Linked DNA regions of Mus musculus: all the other regions are linked to region 1. A link is a contact called in public targeted proximity ligation data. All regions are on one chromosome and are shown on one strand. The core of a region is the stretch at or near the end of the contact, and the rest is flanking DNA. Distances in the headings are between cores, read along the strand shown.

Evidence for each region.
Region 2: a contact with region 1 is called in a targeted proximity ligation map of stem cell-derived neural progenitor cells, with 29 read pairs. A contact is called at or near these places in 15 of 39 promoter capture datasets (the 3T3-L1 cell line, 3T3-L1-derived adipocytes, the C10 cell line and 9 more), 22 of 484 Hi-C or Micro-C datasets (the AML12 cell line, B cells, LSK cells and 5 more), 12 of 130 datasets of targeted methods (CD8 T cells, embryonic forebrain, embryonic hindbrain and 5 more) and 2 of 9 other capture datasets (adipose tissue and pancreatic islet).
Region 3: a contact with region 1 is called in a targeted proximity ligation map of embryonic stem cells, with 2.4 times the contacts expected there. A contact is called at or near these places in 6 of 39 promoter capture datasets (3T3-L1-derived adipocytes, HPC-7-derived erythroid cells, embryonic stem cells and 2 more), 13 of 484 Hi-C or Micro-C datasets (B cells, LSK cells, cerebral cortex and 2 more), 11 of 130 datasets of targeted methods (embryonic forebrain, embryonic hindbrain, embryonic stem cells and 3 more) and 1 of 9 other capture datasets (adipose tissue).

What each region holds. Positions count from the first base shown.
Region 1 is chr19:16,871,944-16,876,197 of GRCm38.p6, forward strand. It overlaps Foxb2 (forkhead box B2), which reads right to left and starts at 1,887. Exons shown (of 1, transcript NM_008023.2): 1 at 373-1,887. The coding sequence starts at 1,697. The coding sequence ends at 411.
Region 2 is chr19:17,027,383-17,031,502 of GRCm38.p6, forward strand. The region is part of intron 6 of Prune2 (prune homolog 2); the gene reads left to right. Among named protein-coding and RNA genes, the nearest start is that of Prune2, 73 kb to the left of the region's middle.
Region 3 is chr19:17,045,442-17,050,075 of GRCm38.p6, forward strand. The region is part of intron 6 of Prune2 (prune homolog 2); the gene reads left to right. Among named protein-coding and RNA genes, the nearest start is that of Prune2, 92 kb to the left of the region's middle.

The DNA of each region.
Region 1 (4,254 bases), core at 637-3,136:
AAAAGGCAGGCGGCTGCGGACTCCGGGGGACTGAAGCCTGGGCTCTGAAGTCCATTTCTGTCACTCTGTTGGGCTTCTCCCGGATTAGGTCGTCCAGGTCCTGCTCCAGAAAAGAGGTGAACCCTACTTCCTCTTTGCCTAAAATTAGTTTTCACTGACCACGTTTGCTCCTCTCTCCCATAACTTACCGACTTTTATTACAATAGAAACTCTTACCTGAAAATGGGCTTTCATTAATTAATCTGATTTACAAGATAGTATAAACACAGACACCAGGAAGTTACATTTATTCAGACCAGTGCAGCATTTAGCTCAATGCCAAGTTTGCTGACCTTCCTGGAGCACCCTCTCGGTCTGGGACCATTGTCTCAGTCTCTCGACAGGCGCCTTCTCACCGGTCGCGGGGTCCCCTAAGAATGCACCAACACCGAGTGTAGGGAGCTCCCCTTGCTGTCAGCCCTGCCGGCTGCGGTGGGCTCCAAGAGAGGGGCTGTGGGTGAGGCGGCGGCCGCGCACACGGTGGAGGGAGCAGGCAGCTGCTGCGACGCCGTGGGGACAGACAACGCCGGCGGCAGCGTGGTCACGGGTGGTAGCGCAGGCGTGGGCTTGATGGGCACCGGTACAGCTGGCAGGCTCTGGTTTGCCGAGTGGCACAGAGCCTTGACTGGCACCCCGAATGCCCCATACTCCGGGCCTACCGGGACCCCAGCTGCGGCGGCAGCAGCGGCAGCCGCGGCTACCGAATCCATCACGCCAACATGAGGCCACACGGAGCCGACAACATTGCTGAGCTGGCCCGGCACGGGGTAGCCCAAGTGGTGCATGACCGACGCCAAAGGCAACCCTCCAGCCTGCAGCACGCCCTTGTAGTCCCGCCCGATGATGTTCTCTATGGCGAACGGATGTTTGAAGCCTGTGGTGGACGCGGCGGCTGCAGCGGCGGCGGCGGCGGCCGAGCCCAGCCCGTAGGGTGGGAACTGAGACAGACGCCCCACGCTGCCCACCGCTGCGGCCGCCGCCGCTGCTGCGGCCGCCGCCACGGCCGCCGCCTCCTGCATCTTGCCGGGATGGGACGTCTGCGGAGGCTGCGACTGCGGCTGTGGCTGCTGCGCGGGCTGCGACGGGAGGTGTGGAGGCTGCGGAGCCGGAGCCGGCTGCTGGTGGAAATAGGGCACCATGTGCGGCGGCGGCGGCGGGGGCGGCTGCGGCGGGTGGTGATGGTGGTGATGGTGTGCGGCGTGGTGGTGATGGTGGTGGTGGTGGTGTGCGTGGTGGGGATGGTGGGGATGCAGGTGACCTCCTGGCCCCGTGCCGGGCGCGCCCTTGCTGCTTCCTGAGTGTAGGTGAGCGTGGTCTGCGCGTAGCACCTTGAAGCGCTTGCGGCGCCGCAGGAAGCTGCCGTTCTCGAACATGTCACCGCAGTCAGGGTGTAGCGCCCAGAAGCTGCCCTTACCGGGTTGGTCCGGCCTCCGAGGGATCTTGATGAAACAGTCGTTGAAGGAGAGGTTGTGGCGCAGGCTGTTCTGCCAGCGCTGCGTGTGCTCGCGGTAGTAGGGGAAGCGCTCCATGATGAACTTGTAGATGTCGCTCAGAGGCAGCATCTTCTCAGCCGAATGCTGGATGGCCATGGCGGTCAGTGAGATGTAAGAGTAGGGCGGCTTTTGGTCGCTGTAGGAACTCTTCCCTGGCCGTGGCATCTTCCCAGGCTCTTCCACTTCCGTCCGGCCCACAGTGGGCCTTAACGCCTCTCGGAAAGCCGGATACCAGGCTTAAGTGTCCCCACTAATTCTCTCTCCACCTGCGCAGCCTGATCCCCAGCTTTCTTGGTCCCCAGACCCCTTTTGCCTTGGTCCTCCTCCTTCGGGGAGCTGCCCCGGGTCCCCGCAATTGGCTTTTTGAGCCAATACAGTTTTATGGCGCTCACAACTTCTGGTCTTGACTGTCGTGGGCAGGCCCTCACAGTAGCCAGAGAGACTCGCCAGCTTTACCTTGCTTTTCTCCGTCTCGTCCTCCTCTTGGATGACTAGACTTGAGCTCTGGAGCGAAAGGCTGTGGAATGAGTTTCTTTTTGGTCTCTTTTCCCTTTATCGGTACAAAGGCAGCTCAGATCAAACCAACTGGATAATGAAGACTGGCTTTTTAAGCTCGAGTCCACACTAGCTGTCCCGAGGCCACTGGTGACCGATCTTTCGACCCTGGAAGCTGACCTGGTACTGGGTCTGTCCGCGCTGGAGTTCAAATCTTACAAAAAGGGGTAGACAGGGTAAGAAGAGAGAGAGGGAGCGCGCACTTTCCTATCCGCTACTGTACGTACGTACCCTCTTTTTTCAGGAGATCTGCAGGCAAGCTGAAAATGGAAGAGGCACCGAGCTCTAGGTGGTGGTTCCAAGAAAAAAGTTTGGTGCTGTCTACAGCAGCGGCGCCCACCGTCAGGCTCTATGGAGGGGACGGTGTCAGAACTCCCGGAGCTAGCCGCAGGCTGCAGGGGGCGTCTGCGTAGACAGGCTAGGACCCGGCTCGCCCGGTCCGAACAGCCGTCTGAGCTGCAGCTGCAGCCGCTCTGCCCCGCGGGTTTTGAGAAGACGCGCTGCTGTGGCAGCGACGCGCTCTCCTGGCTGCGTTTTGTAATGGTCCCCGAGACGCCGAGACCCCTGCAGCTTGCGCTTCGAGACTATCACATGACCGAGGCTGAGGGACTCCGCCGCCGCCGCCTCCACAGCCTCTTCTTTTGCTGAAGAAGGGGCAAGAAGGCACAATTTCTCGTCTCCGCCCCTTCTCCATTTCCACTGGTCACCCCGACCCTTCGCTTTCACTTCCCGCTTGCCAGCCCAGGCTTCAGCCGTCTGACCACTGAGAAGGGGTCACTGTCTAGTTGTGGGGGTCTGCTGTTCCACAGCAAGGGGGCACGGCACTGCTTTCTCACCCGTCAGGTCTTGCATAGCTCTCTCCCTTTATCATTCAGTCTTTTCACCCACTCTCCCTTAGTTTCCCGGTGGCCTAGCCATTTAGGTCTCCAGTTTGGAGCACCTTTGTCTCCAGCTCCTTTTCTCTTGGAGAAACAGAGACGCCCAGAGGGTTGTAAGTGGAAACCAATAGAAAGAAGAGCTGGGGCCTACAGATCGGCCCATTTTTTGGCAGGTTCAGCGAGGCACGAATTGCTCTTTGCACCCCAGAACCTTGATTTAGGGGGCAGAAAGATAATAGGCAGGGAATTAGGAGGCAAGAAGCTTGGCGGGTGGAGAAACTCCAACACGTCTTCCTGAAAGGGGCGGACAGACGGCGTGAGGTCTCTTTGGGGTGGCGATATTAGAGGCAGGGGAAAGAATGAGGAGTTGGGAGTCGAGGGGCTCCGTTACCTAACTGTGCAGCACTCTCCTCACCAAGGGAGGAATACCATTAAAATCACTCTGGAAGCCTTGGTGTGACCTGTAAGGGAGCAGGGGCTGAGCCAGGGGTAAAGGTCCCCTACCACCCCCCACCCCCACTTGGATGAAGCACTCATCCTGGAAATGGCAATGCGTATTCAAAGAACTTAAAATCTCATTCTGGTTGGCTACGTTTGACCCCAAGCTGGCAGGGAAAGAAGCATTTAGAAACAACCATATTCTCTATTCCCGTCTCGGGATCTCACTTTCAGTATTTTTCCTGTAGTTGGAAAATTTCAGAGTTCTTTCCAGTTCCCTCACTTGAGAGCAGTTAAAGGCAGCAGGTGCCTCAGATTTTAATTTCTTCTCTGCTAAGCATAAGTCCTAAATCTTGGCTCAGTGGCTAGAAAGGCTACGTACGGGTCCAAGGAAATCAGGATTTTGGTAAGTGGTAAAATGGGCGCGGGTGTGTGGGTCCTTACTTGGTTTCTAGGTAGAGACCCTGGAGTGAGGCAAGCAGGAAAGATTCGTTTTCTTTTTCTCCTTTTTAGCCGGCAGGGAACCTTCTGGCTCCTGCTGTTTGGCCAGTTTGTCCTCCTAGGATAGGACCATGGGTGGTAAGGTCAAGTGTGTAAGAGGATAAGAAGGTGTGTGTGTGTGTGTGTGTGTGTGTGTGTGTGTGCGCGCGCGCGCGCGTGCAACTTCTTTGCCTGGCCTAAGAAACAAGAGGATACACCTCACTATCACTTCGTGATAGGAACTTTTCTCCCGCCAAAGAAATTTCTGCGAGATTTTTCAAGACCCGAGAGGAGACCAGCAGCGAACGACCCTGTGAAGTTCCAGAGGAATTCCTAGGACGCCCAGTTACAGTGACAGCCAAATGGGCTGG
Region 2 (4,120 bases), core at 794-3,293, 160 kb after region 1:
CCGTCAATGAATTTCCCTAAGTGTAGACCCCCTTCTACATTTTCTAGCCACAATTCTGCTTGCTATGATTTTAATATTTGCATCTCTCCAAGATTGATATCGAAACTTAATTCTTAACACAGTGGTGTTGAGAAGTGAAAGCTTTAGAAGGCGATTAGGTTAAATTAGATAATTTTCATAATGGCTGTTTCTAATTTGCAAATAATGGGTCTGCATATTTTCTGGAATTTGACAACCATCCCTTGCCACCCTTTACAATGTGGTGCCAGCACTCCACTGGGGCTCTGACTCTGACCCCTGATGTGAGGGGGAGGGGGCACATGACTCAGTGGGCAGGAAATGGAGGTGACCAGCTTGGCATACAATCTACTAGAGCAGGCAAATTTGTTTCTGGTACCCAGTGCTGTGTCATGAAGTGAAAACTTTCTTTTTAAAAATGTTCTGTCCACAGAGAGTGTTAACCAATAATCTGTTTGTTGTTGGATACAAGAACAAGGCCGTTAGGCCTTTAAGTGGATGCTTATCAAGGGTATGTAGAAAAGTGAGATACCGGAGCTGAAGTGCTGATCACTTTTTTAAAGGTAAATAAGCGAATAGATTTTTTTTTTTAAATAATCAAAGAAAAGATAGGCCGGGTGTGGTGGCGCATGCCTTTAATCCCAGCACTCGGGAGGCAGAGGCAGGCAGATTTCTGAGTTCAAGGCCAGCCTGGTCTACAAAGTGAGTTCCAGGACAGCCAGGGCTACACAGAGAAACCCTGTCTCGAAAAGAACAAAACAAAACAACAACAACAACAACAACAAAAAAAAAAGGAAAAAAAAGGAAAGGATAGAAAGTTGATACTTGATCATAATTTACTTAACAAGTTTCATGCATTTGGCCAAAGGCATTGTATTTTCAGATTTTAGTTTGGACTAAGAGTCTAATCATATTGAAAGTACCAGATAGCATTAATAATTGGCCTGTAATCTTTCCTCACTGAGCCCAAACACCACAACTGTGGCCACCTCTAAGGCTGCTGAGGATTCAGGCTTAAGTCGCCCCCATTTTCTACACTTTTTTGCTTGCCTCTCTGCAGATGGAGATGCAGAACGCTCCCTTGTGTCTGGGACTGTAAACCTCTCTTGTAAGCTTTCACCAAGATGGCCTGTGCCAGCGAGGGCTCACGGCCCCTTTGAGCTGTAGCTGTTTTCTGTTACTTTGCTCCCATTTCTCATCTTTTAAGTAGGTTCTACACAGCTTCCCACTTCCTGTGCCTCTGCCAGCTCCTTCTTAGAAACCTTGTCAGCCCTCTGGGCCACTTCTGCCTGGACACTGCTCTCCTTCCTTCTAGCCACTGCAGATTTGTCCTTTTAAAAAGCCACATTCTTTGGATTCAACATCAAAATGCGCAGGCTGCCCCCTTAAAGTGGGTGGGTCATTCTCTTCTTCCACTTGGGGCCTCCCTTCTTAGTCCAGCATCACATTTAGGGAGTGAGCACATTATCTGAGGGCAATGCCAATGCATGCATAAACCTGTATCTTTGCATTTTTAGAAATTTTTACTTCCTATGTATGTTTTTGGTCTCTCTGTCCCTCTCTCCCCATCCCGTGTGTATTGGTTCATGTGTGTGCATGCGCATAGGTATGAAAGTCAGATAGACACAGTCTCTTCATTAATTCCTTTCAGTCTCTAACTTGGCAGCGTCTCTTACTTGGCCCCAGAGTTTGATAATTTAACTATCAAAGATACCCACTTGGCTCTGAGGCTCTCCTGAGCCTCAGGCTCTGGGGCAGGTTAAGTGGCCACACCTCCCACGCGATTGCCTGTCTACTGAGGTTCTGAAAGTTCGCCCTTCACTTGTACACCAAGTGTTTTCCCCACTGAGCCATCTTCCCAGCCCCTCACTTTATCATTTATAAACAGAATTTTATGTTTCTAGACCCTCGAAAGCAGTCAGCAGGCAATTCCTCTCTCTAGAATCCCTTTCTAGGAGGAAGGACACTGTCCCTTTGTTCCTGGATGAAGTGCAGTCTCACTGCCAGCCTTTATAAGGAATGATTTTCCCGGCCAGGGCCCCAGTTAGCCACTGTCAGTCCTTAAACAGCGGTGGGTATTTGGGACAGTCATAGGAGACTTTTGTCATCCTAACCATCCCACGAAGACAAAGAGACCAGTAACAACCACGTGACTTAACTCACTCTCCACTTAGCACTGAGGAAATGAAGAAATAGCACCACCCTAAATCCATTGTGACAACTTGAAGTTTCTCCTTAGTTTAGGATCTAATTTTCTTCTACACGTTTCCTCAGAGAAAGGAATCCCTCAGGCCACGATTCTGAGCGTGGATGGCTGCTCTTTTGCTCTGTAAATACATTTAAAAAAAAATGTACTGTAATGTCATTTTGATGGCTTAATTTCTGAAAGGATTGGCTAATTGCCTTTTTAGGAATGTACTCAGACCAGTTTGAGCTGCCCTGAGTTACTTTTAATAGCATCTGTTGCTTACCTTTCCTTTGGTTTATTTTTCCCTGTCTGTCACCTGCCTTCAGAATTCTTTTGCTGATTTGGAGACCTGACCTTGGTTTAAATTAGTTTGACTATAATGTTCCTGCGGAAGCACATGCCATGTTTTAATGGTTAATTACCGCACCGTATCAAATTGTCATGGAAAAACAGGTTGCGAAACTAAAGGAAATGTGTTCCTCTTCTTGAGACAGAGAAATCTCTTTAAAAGACCTCTAATCCCAGTACTTGGGAGGCCGAAACGGGTGGGTCTCTGAATTCAAGGTTAGCCTGGTCTATAGAGTAAATTCCAGGACAACCAAGGGATACATAGAGAAACAAAAACAAAAACAAACAGAAAACAACAACAGGGGAATGTCTTTAAGCTAGAGGCCCCTCTCTGTGCAAATATAGAGCTGGTTCCCTAAGTAACAAGAATATATTTTGGTACATAATAAATACACACACACACACACACACACACACACACACACACACACACATATTTGAATAGCGACAGAGAGAAACAAGAAGGGTCAAACAAAGGCTTTCGGGTGCTGTGCTGATCCTTAATTCAAAGACTGCTAACAAAAAAAGGAAAAGTGCTGTCCCAGCCACATTAAGAACAAACACAGGCCAGTGGTGCCGCCTAGTGGTACCAAAAGGGAAGACAGGTTGTAGGCTGGAAAAGGTCTCAGTTTTCTTCTATTCTCTTGAGAAGCTAACACCCATTCTCAGGTGTGTACCCTGTCTCACCCTGTGCTTTAAAACCTTTTATCACACTTTGCTTTATATTTACTTGTGTTCCGTTCATACATATACATCCCACATCTAGAAGACAAATATAATAAAATAAATCCGACATGCCATGAATGTAACCACAAATTTATTGGATTAGGGGTGCCTTTCAATTGATTTTCTCACTGGACTCCCAGACCAGACTTTGAAATAAATAAGTCCATGGTGCCCCTTTTATAAAGGAGCTCTGAAAGACTCTTGATGTTAAGCACTGTGGCTGTCTTTTGCCCTGCAAGCTTTTAGCCTCAAGTTCCTTTTTGTGGCACCACCATGACATCTGTGTACAGCTTACTCACAAGTTCTCATGCTGGGCACACTTCATTTCTCTGGACTTTAAATTGTTTTCTTTTGATGCTAAAACTTGAAGTGAAACAGTTATTTTGTGTCTACCTGTCTGTGGAGCTCAAAGAACTCTTACTTAACCCGCAGTGTATCCACCTGTGGTTCATCTCAGCCTACAGCCCAGTAAGTCACCGCTGCATCCCTGGGGCAGTCGGGTTGAAGAGTAGGGCTGGAATGCACAAGCATACTTCATTCATACCTTTACTCACTTATCAACACATTTGTTCATGAAACATGAGTTGAGTAGCTGTGCCCGAAGTATTGATCCTGTTATGCCCTGGTCTCTCTCCTATTGTGCCTATAGTCTATAAGTGATTGTTCATTCCCAGTGGTGCCAATCATTAAATACAAATACCAGAGAAACACAGTCTGATTTGGGAGAGGAACACACAGTGGGAAAATGTGCCCAGATTAATTTGAAACAAAAACTACGAAAGGCATATAGAAGTTGGTATGTAAATGAGACTTTTTCTGCAGGGGACAGTGAAAACTAAA
Region 3 (4,634 bases), core at 165-2,664, 170 kb after region 1:
GACTGTGTACTGAGACTGTACACTGAGACTGTACACCGAGACTGTACACTGAGACTGTACTGAGACTGTACACTGAGACTGTACACTGAGACTGTGCACTGAGACTGTGCACTGAGACTGTGCACTGAGACTGTACACTGAGACTGTGTACTGAGACTGTGCACTGAGACTGTGCACTGAGTCTGTGCACTGAGACTGTACTGAGACTGTGTACTGAGACTGTACACTGAGACTGTGTACTGAGACTGTACACTGAGACTGTACACTGAGACTGTACACTGAGACTGTACACCGAGACTGTACACCGAGACTGTACACCGAGACTGTACATCGAGACTGTACTGAGACTGTACACTGAGACTGTATACTGAGACTGTGCACTGAGACTGTACACTGAGACTGTGTACTGAGACTGTGTACTGAGACTGTGCACTGAGACTGTACTGAGACTGTACACTGAGACTGTACACTGAGACTGTGTACTGAGACTGTGTACTGAGACTGTGCACTGAGACTGTACACTGAGACTGTGTACTGAGGCTATACACTGAGACTGTACACTGAGACTGTACACTGAGACTGTACTGAGACTGTACTGAGACTGTATTGAGACTGTACTGAGACTGTACACTGAGACTGTACTGAGACTGTACACTGAGACTGTACACTGAGACTGTGTACTGAGACTGTGTACTGAGACTGTGCACTGAGGCTGTACACTGAGACTGTGTACTGAGGCTGTACACCGAGACTGTACACTGAGTCTGTGCACTGAGACTGTACTGAGACTGTACACTGAGACTGTGTACTGAGACTGTACTGAGACTGTGTACTGTGACTGTGTACTGAGACTGTGTACTGAGACTGTACACCGAGACTGTACACCAAGACTGTACACCGAGACTGTACACCGAGACTGTACATCGAGACTGTACTGAGACTGTACACTGAGACTGTACACTGAGACTGTGCACTGAGACTGTACACTGAGACTGTGTACTGAGACTGTGTACTGAGACTGTGTACTGAGACTGTGCACTGAGACTGTGCACTGAGACTGTACACTGAGACTGTACACTGAGACTGTGTACTGAGACTGTGTACTGAGACTGTACACTGAGACTGTGCACTGAGACTGTACACTGAGACTGTGTACTGAGGCTATACACTGAGACTGTACACTGAGACTGTACTGAGACTGTATTGAGACTGTACTGAGACTGTACACTGAGACTGTACTGAGACTGTACACTGAGACTGTACACTGAGACTGTACACTGAGACTGTGTACTGAGACTGTGTACTGAGACTGTGCACTGAGGCTGTACACTGAGACTGTGTACTGAGGCTGTACACCGAGACTGTACACTGAGACTGTGTACTGAGACTGTACTGAGACTGTACACTGAGACTGTGTACTGAGACTGTACACTGAGACTGTACTGAGACTGTGTACTGTGACTGTACCGGAGATTGTATACTGAGACTGTTCCTTCTGTCTTTACTTCCCAAGTGCTGGGATTACATTCTCTGTATCTCCTGATTATTTTCAGATTTCCCCAGCTTTGTCTTTTTCTTCCCTCTTATCAATTATGCTTCTGGTTTCTTGCTTCTCCTGTACAGGGCAGGGCAGGGCAGGGAGGGGCAGGGGGTATAAGTGGTTTGTCACGGAGATTTTGTTGTTATGCATTTGCTAGCCAGACACTCCTCGTGCTGGGCTGCTGTCTATCTTTTGTTATTCGGATCTTCCTTTAGAGTTGTTAGGAGTTGCAGCTTAGATGGCTACTGGAAAGCTAGTATGCATTTTTAATTTGTTTAGAACTTTGTTGATGGCTACATAGCTCCCATCCACTTGTAAGGTCTTACCTCTGAGTCTCAATATCTGTCGGCTTCAGTTTTATCCCTGAAATGTTCTGAAAACTAGAAAGCCAATGCAAATAATACAACATGAAGTAGTTTCTTTTATGGCTACCAAGGCCTTAAATTGAAGTCATATACTAACTATTACATATAAGAAATTAAATATATGATTCACTATGAGTAGCACATTTAGAGTCTATTAATAAAAATCAATATTTTTACAGTGAATATGTACATACATATATACCTGTGTATGTGTGTCTGCCCTTCATTTGTCTTTTCTGCCTCTCTTTTTCTTCCCACTTCCTCAAACATTTTAGAAGAAACTAGGAGGCCAAGAAAATGCAATCACATGACTTCCAGAACCTTCTCACAGATTGTCTGGGCAATTCAAAATTAGGTTGAAGCACACATTAAGACATGCTGGGTCTGACCTTACTGTGGGCTGCAGCTTTTCTTTTGGCTCTCTCCAGAGTCCTAGTGTCTGCCATGGTGTCATTGATAGAATGATCCTTGAAGAAGCAGAAGGAAGGCAGAACCCCCTTCAAGGCAGTGGTACATGGCTGCCTGATCCCTCTGAATGTTTTCCTGGGATTTAGGAGCTTCACAATGTTTTTGGCAGACTGTCATTGGTATGGCTTTATTCAGAAAATAACAGGCACACTCTTCAGACATGTGTGTGCTGATGTGTGACTCTAGGCAGAGTAACTATGCAGATTCATTCTGGAGGTTAACCAATGCTCTTCTGAGTGTGTGGACACACAGTTTACTGCAGTGCAGTTAAGCCCTGACTCATACTTATGTCAAAGAGTATCCTTTCCACTCTGAACTTACGTTGAAGCACCAGGACACCAGAACCTTCTCCCACCGTCTTCATGGTAGGTAGAGAGCACTGGCAGGTGTTGTCTTCTTCTAACAGGTATAAATCACAAGACTGAGCATTTGAGAAACAATATTAATAGTGGTTAACTCATATAGATACTGAGTGTATTCTGGACACATTGCTTTGAACTTTATCTTGGGCTGAGGATATAGCTCAGTGGTAAGGGGCTTGTCTAGCACATCCGTAGCTGGTGATTCACTTCCCAGCATGTAAAAAACAGAAGGGGGACTGGAGCAATGGCTCAGCAGTTAAGTGCACTGGTTACTCTTCCGGAAGACCTGGGTTTGATTCCCACCATCCGTGTGGCAACTCACAACTATCTGCAACTCCAATATACCCTCTTCTGGCCTCTACAAGCACTGTGAATGCGTGGTACGCAGACATACTTGCATGCAAAATACCCATCCACATAAAAAGATAGCAAGCAAAACCAATACAAACACAAACAGTTTTTAGCCAACGGTGGTGACTCACATCCATAATCTTATAACTAAAGAGGATGATTCTGATGAGAAGCTCAGGGACAACCTGAGCCCCACAGCAAGTTCCAGGTCGGCCATGCTAACGTAGCAAAACCTTGCTTTCCAAAGACCCAAAGCTTAATGTGAGCTTAAGAACCTGGTTCTTGTGGCTACTCTATGGAATATAGAAACCAAATGTGGGGCCTCGTACATACTAGGTGCTGTGTTCCCAGCCAACCCTTAGTTTTTGCATCTGTGTTTTATAGAGCAAAGGTCCCAGACATAGGAAGGATGGGTAGGCAGCTCACAGTTGGTCATACAGCTACAGAGTCGTTGGAAAATAATCTTTCTTGCCACAGTGAAGAGCTCCTCATTACACTTCCCTCCAGATGCTTCCAGGGTGAGATGGTCCAAGGGCCTTCACCCAGTTCCTATTTCTGTTATTTGCTGTATGAGTATGTGCATTCATTTTTCTTTGAACTACAATAGCTCATCTACACCGGGGCTGGGAAATGCTCAGTTGATCAACTGCCTGTCATTGAAGCATGAGAACCTGAGTTCAGACCCCTCCTCCCCTCCCAGCATCCCACACAAAACAGATAGATATGATGGCCCATATCTGTAGCTCCAGTCCTGTGTGGAGAAGAGGAAACTGGTGGATCTCTGAAGCTCAAGCCAGCCTAGCTCAATCACTGAGCTCCCAGTTCAGTGAGAGGTCTTGTCTCAAAGTATAAGGTGGGAGAATGATAGAAAACGATGATCAGATCGACCTCTGGTCTCCACGCTCATGGGTATACAAAGGCACCGACACACAGGTGTTCAAATGCTTCCAGATGTACTCCTGTCAGGCACAGGAGCACGTATGGATCTGTCTGAGCCTTCAGTAGATATGTATATAATAGAAGCACAATGTCTTCCTGGTGGGATCTTATCTTCCCTGAGGAGCACATTCTAACTTTTGGTAGATAGTATCTCTTGGGTGAAGAGCTGCCATGTTATTACTTGATGTATCCAATATTGTTTGTTGTTCTCTGTATGCCCTTTTGTTGCTTCAGAATATCTGTATTGATTATCATTGTTGTTATTATTATCATTAGTCTTTATTTTGTTGATTTAAAACCCTTCCCAGCCTAGAAAGCAATGCTCAGAGAGCTCCCGCTCCACTCTGCCTTAACCACCATGGTAAATATGTAAGATCTATCCACATCACATAGTAGATATGATGGGGATTTGGGCAACTCCTTGCACTTTAGCTGTGGACAAATTACAACCATAATCATCAGCTTTACTTTCTCTAAAATGTATTAAAACAGAGCTCCAAACTAACACATACCCACTATGGCTCCCCAGTAATTGAAAATCAAATCAAAACAAAACGAAACACTGGCATTAAAGACCAAAATGAAAACACGGTTGGGAAAATATTTACC